Regions from separate parts of the Mus musculus genome. Here region 2 is linked to region 1. A link is a contact called in public HiChIP or PLAC-seq data. All regions are on one chromosome and are shown on one strand. Each heading gives the region's core, a stretch centred on a gene start, on an enhancer-like site or on the middle of the called end of the contact. The rest is flanking DNA. Distances are from core to core; before and after follow the strand shown. Region 1 overlaps Vwf (Von Willebrand factor). Region 2 overlaps Gm38899 (a long non-coding RNA gene).

Region 1 (4,918 bases), core at 516-3,015:
CGCTGAGCCATCTCTCCAGCCCAACCTAAAGAAACGTATCTCTGTTTTCCACGCTTCTCAGCTATAGGAAAAGACTCAGCACAGCCCAGTGTCTTCTCCCCCTTCTTAGTCGTGACTCAACTTCCAGCTTCCACTTGGGCATGGCGACTGGGAATGAAGATTCCATGTTCTGCCTGTCTGAGGCCAGGAGCAGCCACAGCACTTGGCTGTCCCGGCCCAGGAAGACAGGAGAAGGAAGATTCACTACACCTCCAGCGCGGTCCTCTGATGGAGCTTCCTGTCTTGTCTCTTCTCCTTCCACTGCTGGCATGTCACTGTGGTGCCAGGTGTTTGCATGGCCTCTTAGACTGTAAGCTACAAGTTCCATCCTGACGGCAACAGAGAATCAGACAGGACCACCCTAGACTCTACCAGCACGGGGGATTCTTGCCTAGCTCTGGGCATCCTGCCCTGAGCTGCCCTGAGAGAGAAACACACTAACTACAAGCCATGGTTGCCATGACTGTCTTGCCACTCTTGAGTGGATCTACATAGGTAGCAATCCTTGCTACAAAACAAATTAAATGAAGGCGTGGGGAGGCAGCCTGCAAGTGCTCCCCACCGCTACCACTCGCCTGCTGTCTGCACAGGCTTCACTTTGGCTCTCTGCTAAACCATTCTGGCAGGGACACAAAATGAAGGTCAGCTAATTTGCACTTCCAGCATCTCCTGGCTCCAGTGCCTGGCACCAGCTACTTCTGTCTTGTTTCATCTCCTGTCGGTGGTGTCGGAAGCTGGCAGAGAACTGCAGCCCTGACTCCATCAATCCACGACTTCACCCTCCTGCACAGGAGTACAGACCCAATTGTGGCCCATCCTAATCCCATTTTCAGTTCATCAGAAGAGGCCAGGCCTCTTCCCTGGGGATGTTAGGCCCCATCCAGGGAGGGGAGAGAAAGCAGGAGAATCTCCCCAGGGGGGTATGCCGGCAAGGCAGGATTAAAAGCAAGAGCCAGAGGTCTGCAGCTACGCAATTGTTTCTTCTCAAACAGCTGACAAAGGAGAAGAGGGGGGAAGGGAGGGGATGAACATTCCTAGGCCTGGAAAGAATAAAGAAAGGAGAGAAAAGTATAAGAAGCGCAAGTTGTTTGCTGGGCCCTGATATTTCCAGCTCCAGAGTAGGCGGCAGGAGGCCTCCTGTGGGCCCGCCCCTTGGAGGAGGTGTGGAGGCGCCTAGAAGCTGAACTGGTCTAAAGCAGTGGGTTCAAGAATTCACTCAGAGCCCGCCAGTGGTGGTGCATACTTTAATCCCAGCACTTGGGAGGCAGAGGCAGGTGGATTTCTGAGTTCGAGGCCAGCCTGGTCTACAAAGTGAGTTCCAGGACAGCCAGGGCTACACAGAGAAACCCTGTTTCGAAAAACAAAAACAAAGACAAAAACAAAAACCTCAGGGCAGAGGATAGTTCCCCAATCAGTCAGCCAGGGATGGATTCAGGGATGGATGGGGTAAAAGGAGATCACTGAGTCCACTTATAACCGCTGGCTGCTCTGGGGTTCTTATCCACATTCCAAGTTTCCGACTCATGGTCAAGATTCAGATCTCCATCCTGGCTCATACCAACCCCATCACAGGGATGGGGTTTGTGAAGGTTCCTCTTCTTAAGCTAGTGAGTATCATGAGTGAGACGCTCGTGATATGCAGGATGGCTATATAACCTAGTAGAAATGCCCGTGTCCACTAGGCGCTTTCTCACTCTGCCCCAGCCTCTTGGGAACATGAGTAGTTCTCAGAATCAGAGCAAGACTCTGGCAGCCAGACGAAGAGTCAGGCAGTGTCCACATAAGAAGCATAGCTCTAACCTCAGAGGGGATTTAAAAACGTTTATTCTGAAGCCAGCTATAAATGATCGTGGCTCTGGAACACAGATTCGAAATACTTCAAATTCCATGTTCCGATGTAGTTAACAGTTTCATCACACTGTTATTGTAGTAACCGAACAAAGAAAGCATACATTAAGGCACTATGCAAAGCCATTGGTGGAAACATCGTGTGGGCGGGTTAGAGCAGACTCTGCTTAGCCTTTTGGTTGGTGGAACCTGGTGATCTGCTAAGTGAATACATTCCAAAAGGGTCTATCTGTCAACCACAAGGATGTAAGAAGTGGACAAGAGATGGCTATTTAGAGAGCCAAAGATAACCCAAGATAAAGTGGAATCGGGCTCTGGAACTAAACCATTCCAAGCCCTCCATGATCACTGAGGTCCTAATCACCCCATCAGCCTTGCAGAAGGGCATTGGGAGGTGTGGCTTCCCTCTGGGGACTTTTGCCCACAGTATTATTCCCTGAGGTGCAGTTCAGAACTTACCCAAGCTCTTGAATAAACAGCCCAGCATGGACCGGTCTACATATCCTGCTCACAGCAAGAAAAATCACCAGCTCTGTGACAGCAATCAATCACCTGAGCTGCCTGTCACTTACCACCCATCAAGCAATTTGTCACCTACTGACCCCCAGGCACTGCTGTTCTCCTTCATGATGGGTTAAGTTCTCTTGTGTGCCCGGTCCTCAGATCTCTACCTTGTAAGCCTTACACAGTTTCAGCAGTGCCTGACCCATACAAAACATCTCAGTGTGTTCTGATGGGACCTATTCCATTCTTTGCCTACTCTTATCCTCCCTGGAAGAGGGCAAAGGAAAGGAAACATCTGAGAAACACCCATCCTTCAGTAGCCATGGAGAACTGCTTCTAGGACCCTCCTCTCATATCAGAATCTATGAATGCTGGGTCCCCCATTGGAACCCCACACATCTTCAAAATGCTTTAAACACCGTCTAAATTACTTATACTACTAGCTATGGTATAAGTGTAGGGAAATAGTTGTCACCACACATTGTTTAAGGAATGATAAGGAAAAAAACAGTGCGTTCAGAACAGGTAAGATTTTCCTACAATGGAGCCATGGATACAGGATAACTGCATTTTGTTACAGACCCTGGGGTTTGCTGTAATAGGGAGAAATTGATGCTAGGACTTTATCCAGCCCTCCTAAGGGTTTGCCCAAAAGGCAAAATGCCAGCCCACCCAAAGGAAATCTTTGAAACCTCATAGCAAATAAAGCAGGACCACCATAGGCCACCTCCATGGCTGTCACCATCACCATGGCCACTTAGCTCTTCTCTGGAGCTGCTCTTAAGTGGACAACATATTGAATGTAAAGGAAAGGGTTTTCTTATTTGAGTGTTCAGTAAAGGAGAGCCCGAAGGAGGGGGACACTGAGAGGCAACGCAGGAAAAGAACCCAGGTGAGGATAAGAAGGGGGTGAACCCAAGACTACTTCCTGGTCCTAGACATTCCTTGTATAAGTCCTCATTCCTTACTTAGCCTTTTGGTGAGTCGGGAAAGACTTGAGAAGTAGCTCGTGTTGCCAAAGGGAAATGTATGTAGATGCTTGTGTCCAAACCTTAACAATAAGGCTTGGGGAGCGGGTACCCTGTCTATAAACCCAACTCATGGTGCTGTCACTCAGCCACTAAGTGTAGACTTGTATCCTTGAGTTTGCTGGATTCCATGGGCCAAAGTCTTACAACTCGTTCTGAATTGGAACTGGAGAGATGGCTCAGTAGTTAAGAGCACTGGCTGCTCTTCCAAAGGACCCAGATCTAATTTCCCCATTCAGCACCCACATGATGGCTCACAACCATCTGTGACTCAAGTTCCAGAGGGATATGACAACCCTGCTGGCCTCCTTAGGCACCAGGCATGCACATAGCATAACAACATACATGCACGCATAACACCCATACATGTCAAATAAAAGTAAAAAAATAAATAAAAATTCAACAACTTTGAATCCCAGGCAGGCAGATGAATGGCTGTTCCAACTGCCAAGAGCCTACTGCAGACCAAACTACTTGATGAAATTACCCTCCCACGCACACCTGCCGGCTCCCCATCTAGATAGAGCAAGAAGTGACAGGTCCGCCCATGCAAATAAACAATTGTGTAATCAGGACATGAAGAGCAAACTGCTCTGTCCCCAACAGGATGGATACTTTGTGTGCTTCTCTGGGCTATTGAAGAGATGTGCTATGGTCACTGAAAGTCAACAATGGTTTTAGCAAATATTAGCCCATAGGACAGGTGATTTCCCAAGGACAAGAGATGTCTCCGGTGAGCCGCACTTTGTCCCGGAGGAGAGAGAGAACGTTCTACAGGATGGAAGGTGGTGAAAGGTGAGACAAAGACAGCACAGAAAAATGTCACATGCTCCCATAATAAACACCAAATTCACAGGTGAAAGGAAAGTGGAAAGTCTCCAGCTGCTGTGGAGGAGACTGACCGACTATGGAATCAGGGCTCACACACCAGCCCAGAGCAACTGGCCCAGAGGGGTCCTAGACTCCAGTATTCAGGGACATGGATAGACACACAGAGCTCTAACTTCAAAGGAGCATAAACTAATGGAGTGTGCTCTCTCAGGAAGCTGAGGAGCCAGCTAGAGCTGAGCTGTGCATGAAGGCCAGAAAGAGCCTAGCAAGCCTATTCTAAGGCCTTGACTCTTAAAGCCAAGATCAGAACACATCCAGCCCATCTGGCTGTTGTTCACAGAGCACCTTCCCGCAGGGGGTAGGGGGATGTAGAGGTAACTTTGAGAATCTCATCCAGTGCTTCAGTGTTTGTGAGCCTGGGATTCCTAACGTTGATGAAAATCCATTTCTCCCAATCCTGACTCATCTGACGATGCTGCTACCACTGGATTACTCCCCTGCTGTGGCTCAAGTAAAAATTAGCAGCAACCACACTTGGGATTCCCAGTAACTGAACACTTGGGATTCCCAGTAACTTGGCAGTTGGTCATCGTGAAGACAAACTCTTAGGAATTACAGGGAGAGATCTCTTGGTGCCAAGCATGGACGTGTCCTCATGCTCTTGACAG
Region 2 (5,210 bases), core at 57-2,556, 910 kb before region 1:
CAGAAGCCCAGTGTCTTCCCAATGACAGAATAGTCACATGTCTACAGAAGGAGGTGTTAATTGGACATCTTACATTGCTGTGGGTAAGTTTTAGTTGTTTCTGACCTTTCAGGTATGTATTATTCTGGGTGCGCTATATCTCTCATTTGACTTTACACTTGTGAGAGTCATCCATGATACAAGAGGATGGGTGCACTCATTTGCATATATGCCTCATGTCGCCTCATGTCCTTAACCCAACTTTGTATTTGGGGCTCCTTCCCAGAGTCTTGAGCATTTTTCTACAGAATGACTTCAATTCCCACATCATAGTATAAAGCATAATTAGACATTTAGTGAGCCCTTTACCAGTCTCCTGGTCTTTGGATTTCACGTTATAAATAAGATTTGTCATGATACTTTAGAAAGATTGATAGGACAATGGTAAAGTAATACTAATGTTTCAAAACAGCTACAGTCTTACTTGGAGTTCCACTCGGGCCATTCATCATCCAGTGGATCCAGAGCCTGTTCACGGGGTGCTGAGAACTACGGAAAATGACGTAAGAAGTTCTTCACGAAGGGTGAGAATGTCTACAGGCTGTTTTAAAATATTTCAAACACTATTTCAAAAAGAGAGACATTCTGTTCATGTATGTAACAGTCTGTTAAAAATCTGTAACAAGACCAAGTTCCATAGAAATTGAGTCTAGGTTGGTATCTAAGCCTGGATTAGAACCATGAATTTGATCCCACCCTCCAGGTTGCTTATGTAAGTCTGGTGGTGATGCACCTCAGTTCTGGATAGAGGTAGCAAGTATTTCTCCATGTCTTTGTTAATCATGAGATGATCTAACCCACAGATGGGCAGTCAGAACCACGACACAAGTGCCTGATGGCTCAGTGTACACTCCTTTCCAACGCCTCCACGCAAGTTCGATACTGTTGGAGCTCCTCTGTTTCCACTCAAGTTGGAGCGGTGCTTTGTCTCAAGTCTTGGAACTAGGTAACAGGCCGGGAGGGAGGAGACACGAAACGTTGCTAACGGTCCTTAGCAATTTCCTGGACCCAAAGCTTTCCTCAGTGATGTGTGAAGCTAAGCTGTCCATCCAGCTGTGCTACCCCGATTCGCTAAAGATGTGGAACTAAAACCCAGAAGCTAATCCCTCTATGGATCAACCTTAAAATGCAACAGATTTTTCAGAGATGATCGGGGAAATCTTTTTCTGAAAGGGGAGATGCCTGGATCAGATTCTTAAAGGAAGGAAAACAAAGCATACCTCGAAGGCTTAGCTGGGCAGAGAGGGTGCATGCTGGGAAGAAAGCGATGCTTTGTGGCATTTCCTGGATTCCTGACTCATACTTTCCTCCTGAGGTCAGGAGCGTCCCTTTCTCCTCCAGCAGCTTGCTTCTGGCACTAAGAAATCCAAGATAAATGAGACAGTCTGTGAACAGAGCCCCAAACAGCTGGCCATTGCTGGACACAACTACAATGGCTGGTCAAATGGGGACATCTGGTTCACGTCCCCAGAGATTTAATAATGGCAGAAAGACCAATAAAGATAATCCAATCAACCACTGGGACCAAAGCTCCCAGGAGCACAAAGCTGGGCTGGGGAGGTTGGGTTTCTTTTCCATGGGAGCCAAGGGAAGAGAGGGGCAGGTGAGCCAGCTGTGGGCTTGAGCCTCTCATGCCTGCATTGTTGGTCTCTTTGACCATGAGGGAAAATCTCAAGGAAAGCTGGGGGGGGGGGGGTTGTTCCTGGAAGAGTGTGGGAGATTTTTCACATTTATAATTTGGGGGCACACTCATATCCTGATCCTCTATAAACTCAGGGCCATGGGAATTGTTAACCCATCATTTGATGGATATTTATTCTACATGACCCGGTGTAAAGACTCTTAGCTAGGGGTGGATTTGGGACAGGAAATGACTTCTCTGCTAGTGTTGGTGCTTGTAAGAAAGTGCTGCTCTCTCTGTATATTCACTTTTGCAAATGGAACATGAAGACAATAGTTTGTATCTCCTAGGACTGTTAGGGACATGGTACAAAATCATGGGCGAGCTTAGCAGAAATACGTGATGTTCACATGATCATCTGTGATACTTAGAACCAAGAGTCTGCTCTGTTATGACAGATGGCACAGAGAACAGAAACTCACTGAAGGTTCTAATATCTTTTGTTTGGCCTCTGGTCTCTTATTCTTAGATTTATTTAATCTTTTTTTTTTTTTTTTTTTTTTTTTTAAGATACAGGCTGGGTGTGGTGGCACACACCTTTAATCCCAGCACTTGGGAGGCAGAGGCAGAGGCAGGTGAATTTCTGAGTTCGAGGCCAGCCTGGTCTACAGAGTGAGTTCCAGGACAACCAAGTCTATACAGAGAAACCCTGTTTCGAAAAACCAAATAAATAAATAAATAAACAACCAAATACAAAAAAATAAAATAAAAATAAAAAATAAAAATAAAAAGATATAGGTAAATAGGCAAGTGAGATGTTATTTTATCATTAATCAGCTTTCTGATACCATAACAAGATACACATGATAATTAACTTACAAAGACAAAGGGCTTCCTGAAGCTCGTGTTTTTAGAGATTCTCACCCCAAATCAGATGTAAGGCAAAGAAGAATCCAGGGATGTGTGACTATATTTGAGGTAAACTTCCCACTGATGTTAGAAGAGCTCCCATTAGATACTCCCTTCCTACTTCAGGTTTCCTCTTCTCAACAGTGTCCTTCTGTGGACCAAGCCCTCACTGGCCTGAACTTCTATTCCTTACAGAGGGACCAGTGAGCAAAAGGCTGACGAGAAGGAAACAGGGATCAATGGGATAAGATTAAATCTGAGGCTAGCAAGGACAGGTTCAGACCTAGGCCTGGAACCAGCCAACCTCAAAACTTGGAAGGAGGCCACCATTTGTTCTCAAGAGGTGCAAGTAACCTTCAGCTTCCGTGGATTCTGTAGTGAAGGTATGAGAGCTGAGGCCAGCAGTTCATCTTCGTTTTCTCTGACTCTCTATTCTCTCTGGACACCTCCACCATGGGAATTCTTCCCCAGGAGAGTCATGTAGGCTTAATAAAATACTTTTAGTTTTTGATGTATGTGCCATATGTTATGTATGTGTTGTGTTTGTATGTATGGTATGTATGTAAATTGTGGTATATATGTGTGTTGTATTGCATTATGTATGTGATACACTATGTGGTGTGGTATGTGTGTATGAGTATCTGTATGTATATGAGTCTGTGTGTGTGTGTGTATGTATATGAGTCTGTGTGTGTGTGTGTGTGTGTGTGAGTATGTATGAGTGTGTATGTGTTTTGTGTATGGCTGTGTTTGTTTTTGTGTATTTGTGTATAAGTGTGTACATATGAGTGTGTGTGTGTGAGTGTGTGTGTTGTGTGTGTATGTTTGTGTGTGTGGTTATTATTTGGCCCTAGTGATTTGGCCTGCAGAGAATATGGTTTTAGAGAGAGCTTAGTGTTAAATAGCCAAAAGGGCCCAGTCACAAGGGCCTCTTTGACTCACAGGAGCATGACATGAGAATGACCCCTTCATTTCGCTTGCTCTGTTAAGGGCATATTTGTCAGTGAGACCATGAGTCAGAGGACAGGGTCTCTCCTAAACTAAAAATAGAGCCACAGGGACAAAGAAAGCAAGGGAGAGGCTGTGGTTTGACCTTTCCTGCTTGAGAACTTGCGTGTGGCACAGGGTGAGTAAAAGTGGAGTGTGCAGGGAGAGGCACTCCCCTGGCTGCCTGCAGAGGGCATCTTCATGAGTGCCCAGTAGGGAGGCTTGGTGTGTGTGTGTGGGGGGGGAGGGGTGGTGGGGGTCGCTGAGAAGCACAAGCCATCGTGTCTTCCCCTTCCTCTTCACCAGCATAGCCACTGCTTCACAGCCAGGGGGAGCAGAGGGAGATGTCTGCCACCTGTGCATCATAGAGCATGCAGCCCCCCCCCCCCCCAAATTCAGTCTCTGACTTCGGATTCCTTAGAGGCAGCGTATGTTCTATAGTATCCTAAACAGGAACACAGCCCGGAGCAGTGAGGAGACATCACATGACGACCAAGCCATCAAAATGTGACAGAAGTATGTCCTGTGTCATGGAGCACTCCAGGGATATAAGGCCACTCACTATGTGCTGAGTGTAATGATAGACCATGCCCTTTAGTCCCTCTGACATATGGGTCTCAAATGCCACCTTGGCAACTTTCCCCATCGTATGTAGGTAGATGAGCGCCAAGGGCAAGCAGCCTTGCTGGTAAAGTCTAAAGTTTCTGGAGGTCACATGTTCTACCTCTAGCCCAACAGCAAGTGTTTTATGTGTTTCCCACCATATGCTCATCGCAGTAACTTAGAAGTCTCTGGAAATCAGGCCACAGAGGCAGTAGAATAAAAGGAGAAGAATGAAACATTGCCTCTACTCAGTTTTCCACTCACGAGGCTCCTGCTTCACACACACACACACACACACACACACACACACACACACACACACACACACACCTACACCTGCATCTTTCCTTGTGTCTTCCCCTCTCTGCTCACCTGGGAAACCATGCCTGCCTGTCCCTCCTGTTCCACAGCTTTGCACAGGGAGCCCTCCATCTGTGCATCAACCTATGGGACTCTCTCCTCTCCTTCAACTTCCAAATATGTGTCCCCCGAGTTTCTCAGTCTTATTATTCACAAGAGGCTTGTTCTGTTGGCTGCTATTATTTTGTGGGATTCCTTGTCCTATGCACTTTGGGATGTATGAGGGCTTTCTAAGCTTCCCAATTCAAGGTAAATTCAAGGCAAACATCTTACCCTCTCTGAAGCACAGTTCTCTCATCAGAAAGTTGGGGTGAATCATGGCCCCATGGGTTGGTTGGAAGGTGTAAAAGAGTAATGTGACAGTCTTGGTGTAATGGCCAGTACACAGGAACACTGTCTATTGGTATGGTCACGACTGGAGGCTGAGAGCATCATTTGTTTGTCTGCATATGTCTGCCCTCACCACACCAGTAGCTGAATGGGAAACCTGAAGATAGAGATACAATAACAACATGACCTTCAGGCGCAGCTCGCTACTGTCACCAGCACCTGGTTCACACGACATATTTGTGGCCTTGGTCACCATCCTCCAACCTCACCCTGTAAGGATAAGGACCACAGTGCTGACCTGCTTGGCAGAGTATCTTGGGAACCTGCCCATGAGTCAGAACACAAGCTCCCAAGGGGCTCT

Evidence for each region. HiChIP or PLAC-seq counts read pairs in DNA pulled down with a chosen protein or histone mark.
Region 2: an H3K27ac HiChIP or PLAC-seq map of embryonic fibroblasts shows a contact between it and region 1, with 8 times the contacts expected there. The contact joins two enhancer-like sites. A contact is called at or near these places in 2 of 115 datasets of contacts at active chromatin or transcription factors (astrocytes and embryonic fibroblasts) and 1 of 9 other capture datasets (embryonic stem cells).

The regions. Positions count from the first base shown.
Region 1 is chr6:125,574,343-125,579,260 of GRCm38.p6, reverse strand. The region is part of intron 6 of Vwf (Von Willebrand factor); the gene reads right to left. Among named protein-coding and RNA genes, the nearest start is that of Vwf, 24 kb to the right of the region's middle. Within about 2 kb of position 1,765, at least 66 of the 459 cell types and tissues checked have an H3K27ac peak or open chromatin away from gene starts, as enhancers often do. A contact at or near this core is called in astrocytes and embryonic fibroblasts, where this site is marked.
Region 2 is chr6:126,483,522-126,488,731 of GRCm38.p6, reverse strand. Gm38899 (a long non-coding RNA gene) reads left to right here. Exons shown (of 5, transcript XR_869437.2): 3 at 452-563; 4 at 843-985; 5 at 2,231-2,463. Among named protein-coding and RNA genes, the nearest start is that of Gm38899, 29 kb to the left of the region's middle. Within about 2 kb of position 1,306, at least 25 of the 459 cell types and tissues checked have an H3K27ac peak or open chromatin away from gene starts, as enhancers often do. A contact at or near this core is called in astrocytes and embryonic fibroblasts, where this site is marked.